Linked DNA regions of Sus scrofa: region 1 is linked to region 2. A link is a contact called in public promoter capture Hi-C data. All regions are on one chromosome and are shown on one strand. The core of a region is the stretch at or near the end of the contact, and the rest is flanking DNA. Distances in the headings are between cores, read along the strand shown.

Region 1 (4,020 bases), core at 181-2,680, 97 kb after region 2:
GCTGGGGATTGAACCTGCACCTACACAGTGACCTGAGCTGCTGCAATCGGGTTCTTAACCCATGCACCACAGTGGGAACTCCCCAAGCTGTTTCTTATTAACACAATGAATCACCTAAGTGCAAAAAAATAAATAAATAAATAAAGGGTGATGGGTCATGAACATTTATTCAATAATTACTGTGTTCCAACTGCTCTCTTATTTCTCAGTTTAGATGATTTCTTCCTCTGGGTGATATCCCTTCCTGTACTGTGCCTAATAACCTCGGACCTCTGACTGCTCCTGAAGCTCCAAAAGGATATTTTACAAAACCAGCATCTGCCAGTTCTGGGCCACCAGTGTACCGCCCTCTCTCCTTCCAGTAAAACTACCCCACAGCCAAATTAAAACAAGCGTCCAGTAAATTAAAACATACACTAAGTTTTTATGCTGAACAATATTTTACTTGCTAGTCTTTTTCTACCATAAATTCTGACAGGTAAAGCCAAAAGCCACAAGGACGGGAAATGTGAACCCTCAGTACCAGGTTTATGGAGAAGTACTTTTGAGAGATGCTCTCCTATGCGCCTCAAATTATACTGCCTAAGAAGCCTTCTCATCTTTCTTGTTAAGGTTGATGCTAAAGACTGCAAAGGCTTTGTTTCTTGCCCTTCCCTGGAATTCGGTAATCATGTCCATAAAGTGTTTGAAGACACCTGAAAAATTAGGTCAGACAAACAGGGTAGCAACTGCCACATCATTTAGAAGAGGCAGTGTCTAAATGCAAACCCTGCAACACTAACCATGGTCTCCAGATGGGATCGTCCAGGCAGGACTTTAGAATCAAATAAGAGAAAACTTTAAAGCATTTTTGCAAAACAAGTAGAACTTTTTTTTGAGTCTACATTCACTGCCCCCCCAAATGTGGAGCCAAAAATCCTCTGATTTTTTTGTCCTCCCTAGGAGCTTACTATCCAAAAGTATGAGAACGCAGAGGGCTGTGAGAAGGATCTGTTTTTCACTGGTGCTAAAGCGACATTAAGGGCCAGAACGAACTTCTAGAAAGGGGACAAGGGAAAGCACAGGGTAGGGGCCAAGGACTCGGGGAGGGGGCACATGAAGCACTGAGGGTTCCAGATGGGCACAGGGCGGAGGAACCCGCAGAGGGGTTGAGGGAACAGGAGTTACGGCCCCAAGAGAACAAGGGGGGACTGGGCTGGGAGGGGGCGGGGAGAGCGGCCACGTCAGTCCCGGCTCCGCCCGCCACGTTTCCTCTCGCTCTGCTCTCTCCTCCGCCGCTCTGGGCATTGGTTCTCACCGTTCGTCATGGCGGCTGGGCCGGGGCCTGGGTATGGCGTCCCGGGATCGGCGGTGGTAGCGGCGAAGGCGGGGGAACCCCAGCTCCCGCTTGACACTTCCCGATCAGGGCCGCAGCGATCAGGGCAGGAGTCAGAGTACGCAGGCGCAAGGGCAGAGAGGGGAGCGCCGAACGCAATCAGGGGTGGATAGTCGATTGCCGAGCTAGGGAACCTGCGTGGGAGGAATTGCGCTAATATGTGTGGTTTAGAAAAACGCTATCCCGCAGGGTTCCTCCGTGGCCATGGTAACCAAGTCTCTTCTGAGCGCCCCTGAAGAGTTAGTGTTGGGGCGTAACCTGTCCTGCTAGCGTCGTGGTTGAAAAAGGTAAAGGCTTCAGTTTTGCCCTTTATTTTGCGCTTTGGTAGCTGCAGTGTCTGCGTGTGTGCGTTTGGTGTGTCTGTAAGCGGCTGCCCGCCTGCAACGGAGAGGTGCCGCCTGCAACGGAGAGGTCTCCGTCTCAAGCTTCCATTTAAAAGAAGCCGCGCTTGCTGCGTCTCTCCTTACTCCTTAAACAAATCTGGAGAGTGAGGTTGCGTTTGGACTTTCAGTTAGGAACCTTATAACGCTAAAACTCTACATTGTTGGGAAACGTTTAGATAATTGCCTGTTTGCATCAATTTTTCTTTAAACTATCAGGATAGTCTCAATTATCTCTTGTATTTAGTTATGCAGGGGTCACCTCAACTTCTTTAACCGGGAAATGGAGATATTGGGACAGCTCTTCTCACAGCATTTTAACAACCTGACCAAATACACCGTCAGTTTAATGTTAGCGCGGGGTTGAGGAGACGAAGCCACAGGTCCCATTTTGAACAGCGAAATCCTTAATTACACACAACGCGACCTGCCTTTATTAGAGTCGGGGCGAAAGTGCGACTGAGTTGTTGGGAGCTGAAGGTTAGTTAAGGTTAGTAATCCGCAGATGTCTACATCCTAAAGGGATTCTTTGTCCTTCCTCCTGCAGAGCCACCTGCTGGCTGCGGCCTGCTTGGTTTTGAGGAAGAAAAGCTATCAAAGCCTCCTAGGAGTTGGAGTGGAAAAGCAAGCCAAAAAGTCTGATTAGGACAGACTCCTTATGAAAATACACATAAATGCAAATGAACTTATTTACAAAACAGAAATAGACCCACGGGCATAGAAAACATGGTTACCAAAGGGGAAAGAGAGGGAGGGATAAATTAGAATTTATAATTTGTAAATTATCTTTTAATCAGTTAACTCTTTTTCAAAATATCATTCCTCTTGCCCCCTTTTCCGTTCTACATCCATCACCTTTGTGATTTTGCCATTTCAGTCACTGTTTTTTCTTTTTTTTTTTTTTTCTGGCCACACCTGCCTTGTCCTCCAAGGGTATGGAAGATCCCAGGCTAGAAGTTTTTAAGCATCAATTAAATCCTCACAGCAGTGAGAACGTGCATTTGTATAACATTTTGACATTTTCAAAGCAAACACACCTTGTCATCGTACCTGAAGTAATCGTCACAACTGCCTCATCACCTCTATTTTAGAGATAATCTAAGGTTTAGAGTAAGGACTATCCAGTATCGACAGTCTTCTGGTCTTCTGAACTCAGAACTAGAAAATTTTAGTCCACACCATGACTGCTATTTACTTTAACACAACCGCTGCCTGCTGAGTATATGTCTAACTCCTTGCCTGCTATACAAGGCCTTCCAGCAGCATTTTCTATTGTTCCTATATGTGGACTTCAAGCTTCAGCTCTGAAAAGACTGTTCTGCGTTCCTCAAATGTACTCTCTGCTCTCACATTTTGGCTCATGCCATCTACTCTTTTGGAGATAACTTTTATCTCCTCGTTTTTACTAGACGGAAGCCATTCCAGTTTTCTTTTTTCTTTCGTGCGCTGAAAGGTAAGTCTCTTCTCACCTGTCACTCTCAGAGTTTAAGAATTAAGTTTAAGGACAAAAAAAAATCACAATTGAAGAACTGGGAAGAGTGATTGTCTCCTTACTATTTCAAAGGACGGTAATGGACATAATACCTTACTGTTTCTCCTTGTGTCTGTCTTTCTTCTTCTTCCTATTCTTTCTTCTCACGCTTGTATTTATTTCCCTTCTTCCTCTCTCCACCATATTTTTTTTATTCCAGGTTCTAAGTAGTATTTTACCTTTTTTTTTTATTGAATAAAGTGAATTTCACCAGATTTCTATTTCAAAATTAGTTAGACTAAGAATTTTATATTTTCAAAAATTATATTCTGCTTTGTCTTTGTCAAATTGGGTTATAATGGTGGCTTCTTTCTAGGGTGGTTGAAGGAGTAAATGAGTAACTATTTACAGCAATACCAGGCGTGATGTCAGTGCACCATAAATGTTAGCTGTTACTGTTGTTCACTTGTTTAAAAAATATTTACCAGTGTCTGCTATGTGGTGGGCACTTTATTACATTTTGCAGGAATAGAGGCAAAAATGAGTCTCTGCCCTCAGGGAACAAACTATATTGGGAAAGACAGAGGAAGAAACACGTTTTAGTAGAGCACAGGCATTAGCTGTGTAAAGACGTTGTCTTTGATCTCCACTGTTTTGCAGAATGCTTTTTTTTTTTTTTTCAGTGAGAAATCGGGCTCAGCGGAGGCACAGTGGTGAGACCACAGAGCTAGCGTGTTTGACTCCGGAGCTCCCTTCCCCTTGTTATCGCACTGTGTCAAATGAGGATGCTGGGC
Region 2 (4,337 bases), core at 1,521-4,020:
AAACAGGCTGTCCAAATGCTAATACGTATTACATGAAAAGGTGCTCAATATGTCTGTAGTCATCAGGAAAATGCAAATTAAAACCACAATGAGATATCACTATATATCCATCCGAATGGCTAAAATTAAAAGGACTGCCAATATCAAGGGCAAGGATGCAGAGCAACTGAAACTCATATATTTCTGGTTGGAGTATCAATTACTGCAACCACTTTGGAAAGCTATTTGGGGGAGTTCCCTTCGTGGCGAAGTGGTTAACGAATTCGACTAGGAACCATGAGGTTGCGGGTTCGGTCCCTGCCCTTGCTCAGTGGGTTAACGATCCGGCGTTGCCATGAGCCGTGGTGTAGGTCACAGACGCAGCTCGGATCCCTCGTTGCTGTGGCTCTGGCGTAGGATGGCAGCTACAGCTCCGATTACACCCCTAGCCTGGGAACCTCCATGTGCCACGGGAGCAGCCCAAGAAACGGCAAAAAAAAGACAAAAAAACAAACAAACAAAAAAGAAAGCTATTTGGTAATATCTACTAAATCTTAACAGGTGCCTACCCTATGACCTAGCAATTCCATTCCTGGGTAGGTACTCAACAGAAAGGGGTGCTTATGTCCACAAAAAGATACAATGTTCACAGCATCTGATTCCTATTACCCTTAAACTGGTAACAATCCAAATATCAGCAGAATTGGTTGGTATATTTCTATATCGAAGTACTATATAGCAACGAAAAAGAACCAATCACTAAACAAGGTCCTATGTAGAGCACAAGGAACTATATTCAATAGTCTATAATAAACCATAATGGAAAAGAACAAAAAGTGGAGTTCCCATTATGGCTCAGTGGATTAAGAACCCCATATAGTCTCTGTGACAAAGTGAAGTTCCTGCTGAGCCACAATGGGAACTTCAGTGGCTTTTCACATCAATTGCTTCTTCCTATGGAAAAGCAAAGTGCCCTGAGCACAGAAGATATTCATGAATTCAACAAACTTTTGTCAAGCCTACCATGTGCAATGCTAGGTTCTGGGATTATTTGTACACATGTGTATATTTATACCCCATATATGTATGTGTATACCCTGGGTACTGACATACAGATGACTAAAACACAACACTGTCCCTGAAGAATTCATCTCCTCACTACACAGCCAATCCTCAGGCAAAAGACAGAACTTCTCACAGACGTGTACATTATACACAAGAGACATTCAAAATCATTTAGTAGCTGGACAATGGCTAGACTGCTAGAAAAATTTGTTACTTCAGACTTCTGACTCAGTAAAACAGTGTCCAGTCTAGTTTTTCCCCCTTCCATTTAATTTAATTCCACTGCAACTCAAAACTTCAGATTCAGATTCAGGTGGTGGGATCTCTCCACAAGGGACTTGACTGTGATACATAGAATCAGCAGACAATCTGAGCTGAACAAATATTCTCCTGGTACCCAATATCCTTATGTTCCAATTCTTCCTTCAGCTCTTTCCCTACCCGGGTGACACATAAATTTAGGGAAATCAACTTTCCTAAGAGAAATCCATCACCTTTTGGGACAGTGACTGACTTTGCAGGGCGCCGTCATAAACCTGGGTTTCAGCGGGTTGCAGACCTATTGCATCAGACAAAATAAACCACGTGTTTGACAGCATCCGGCCAATTAGTGACTACTCCAACTAATCTAGGCAAAGATTGATAGGCAGAGGGTGCTATGGTTTTATTTAGCCTCACGAAAGATGTCCGGATCAGTTCCAGGTTGTAGCCCAACTCCATCAACGTCTATTCCGGAAAACTTCCACAAATCACAATTAAACAGCCTCAGTAATTACGAGTTTTTTCTTGCTTCACCGCATCCCTCTGCCCACGTCTGATCTACCATGGAAGCCCATGGTCGGTTCTTAAAGGACTGCCCACAGTTCAGGGGGATTGCCTTCCCCAAAGCTCTGCGATCACTGCTTTTAGCCAGTAGCGGCCTCCAAAATCCCCAAATGCCTCCAATATGGGAGGAGTGAACCTACTGCGCTGCAGATGTGACTCAGACTGGAGCCTGTGAGTCTATCAAAATAGGGACCACTCTGGCTTTGCTGAAGATAAAAAGACCGGAGGCGACCAAACAGAGAAGTGTTAGGAAAGGGGAGCAATCTCCCCCATTACCCAACAAAATCTGCCCCGACTTTCTCTGGGTTACCCTTGCGGCCGGAAGGCTTGACAGCTCTTAACGCGCATGCGCCATGCTCTTTTCCCACAGACTCAGGAGCAGGGATCCGCGCCCCGCACGCCGGGAAGGGAGGTCTTACCGCCCCGGGGGAAGGGAAAGGTGGGGACCGTCCCGGCTCCCTGGGTGATAGGGAGAGCTTCCGAGCCACCGAAACCTAGGAGGGGGTCTGACAAGGGGTGGAAGCTATGGCCTCAGGAGCAGTATCGAGATCCGAGAGATGTAGCTGGGGTTAGGATCCAGGGATACTCCGCGAGTCTCTGTACTTACATCGTCGCCACTCGCTGTCTGCCTTCACCAGCTGATCCACTAGTCCTGGGTCCTTGAAGCGCTTCTCCTGCGACTCTCGGATGAGGGCTGGGTCCCCTCCTTTATCTACCCGAAACAAATCCAGATCCAGCACCATCTTTCCTCCTCCTGGACCAACACTAAGGGAAATGCACTTCGGGCCACAGCAGTCTGCGAGACCGACTCACTACCCCGGCGCGCCGGCCCGCCCTTCCCGCGCAGGCGCAGCAGAGCGTGCGGACGCCCCGCCTCTCGCCGGAAGCTGCTGTGTGGGGGGCGGGGCCGCGGAGAGGAGGGCGGGGCCGCGGAGAGGAGGGCGGGGCCGCGGGAGGAGGGCGGGGCCGCGGGAGGAGGGGGGGCGGGGGGGGGGCGGGGCCGCGGGAGGAGGCGGGGCGGGGGGGGGCCGCGGGAGGAGGGCGGGGCCGCGGGAGGAGGGCGGGGCCGCGGGAGGAGGGCGGGATAGGTGGACGCGGGCCTCTCGAGCTGTGTCCAGGTCGGGTCCGCTTGTTGGAGGTGTTGTGCTTTCTCATCAATTGTCTTGCTCTGCAGGGGCTCTTGTTTGCCCTATGAAAGAAAAGTGAGTGCCTGTTTCCTCCTTATGTTAAAGGGCACACCTAAGGCGAGGCAGAGGCCTTTTAGTGTAATTACTGGCTTGGAAGCTGGCACCTCCGATAAATGCCTGTTTGGACTGTAGAAGTTTGGGTCCTAAGGTTGGACTCTCTCCCTGAACCTCTACTCTCTTCTCCATCTTGAGACTTGAGTGTGCCTACACATTTTAGTCCCCAGATTACCTCAGCTCAAGATTCCTCCTCTCCTGCCTGAGTTAGAATACTTTTCTTTTTCCTTTTTAAATTTGTTGTGGTGGCGGTGTTTTGTTTTGTTTTGTTTTGTTTTTGTTTTTGTTTTTGTTTGGCCAGGACAGTGGCATGTGGAAGTTCCTGGGCCAGAGATCAAACCTGCACTACAGGAGCAACCCAAGCCACTGCAGTGACAATGCTGGATCTTGAACCCATAGTACCACAGAAGAACTCCAAAGATACCTTTATTAAGTTGCTTATTTGGTGAACTGGATTGTCCCTTTACCTACATTTAAGAACACAGGGTTGGAGTTCCCGTCGTGGCGCAGTGGTTAACGAATCCGACTGGGAACCATGAGGTTGCGGGTTCGGTCCCTGCCCTTGCTCAGTGGGTTAACGATCCAGCGTTGCCATGAGCTGTGGTGTAGGTTGTAGGCTCGGATCCCGCATTGCTGTGGCCCTGGCATAGGCCGGTGGCTACAGCTCCTATTCGACCCCTAGCCTGGGAACCTCCATATGCCGCGGGAGTGGCCCAAAGAAATAGCAAAAAGACAAAAACAAAAAAAAACCCACAGGGTTGGAGAAGCATGAATGATCTTTTAGAGGGACACATGAGGAGTTGTCTGGGTTTCCCCCCCTAGATTCTGCTTGCCTAGGTTGTTAGATTTAAAATCAGTGGAAAGAAAGTGTCAGGAGCTACAGTCTCTGAAGAAAGCATGTAAGAAGACTGTCCTCAAAGGGTCGGGTTCCTTGAAATCTTCTCAAAGTCTGTGGTGGGAGCTGACTGCTTCCATATCAGTGAAGGCATTGCCAGCATGTGTTGTTTGCTCAGTTTCAAAACAGTGATGGGTGCTGCTGGGGCTGCACAGTACTCATAGTGCCCACAGTGTCTAGGGGAGGAAGGCACTGGGCCAATCCTTTAAGAAGGTCATCAGCATAACTGGAAGGATGGCCTTAAAATCCTGACTGCTCCAAACTTCCTTAAGAATTTTCAACATTAGTCTTATCATGAGATTACAGACATCTTCCCTTACAATGTTCATGTT

What was found. Promoter capture Hi-C pulls out the DNA fragments that hold promoters and counts their contacts.
Region 1: a contact with region 2 is called in a promoter capture Hi-C map of liver, with 2.1 times the contacts expected there. The contact joins the promoter of TMEM167B here to the promoter of SARS in region 2. A contact is called at or near these places in 2 of 5 promoter capture datasets (fetal skeletal muscle and liver), 2 of 47 Hi-C or Micro-C datasets (heart right ventricle and skeletal muscle) and 1 of 2 datasets of contacts at active chromatin or transcription factors (alveolar macrophages).

Annotation. Positions count from the first base shown.
Region 1 is chr4:110,970,079-110,974,098 of Sscrofa11.1, forward strand. It overlaps TMEM167B (protein kish-B), which reads right to left and starts at 1,431. Exons shown (of 3, transcript XM_001926138.5): 1 at 1,298-1,431. The coding sequence starts at 1,307.
Region 2 is chr4:110,871,942-110,876,278 of Sscrofa11.1, forward strand. SARS (serine--tRNA ligase, cytoplasmic) reads right to left here and starts at 2,771. Exons shown (of 11, transcript XM_001925670.7): 1 at 2,477-2,771. The coding sequence starts at 2,612.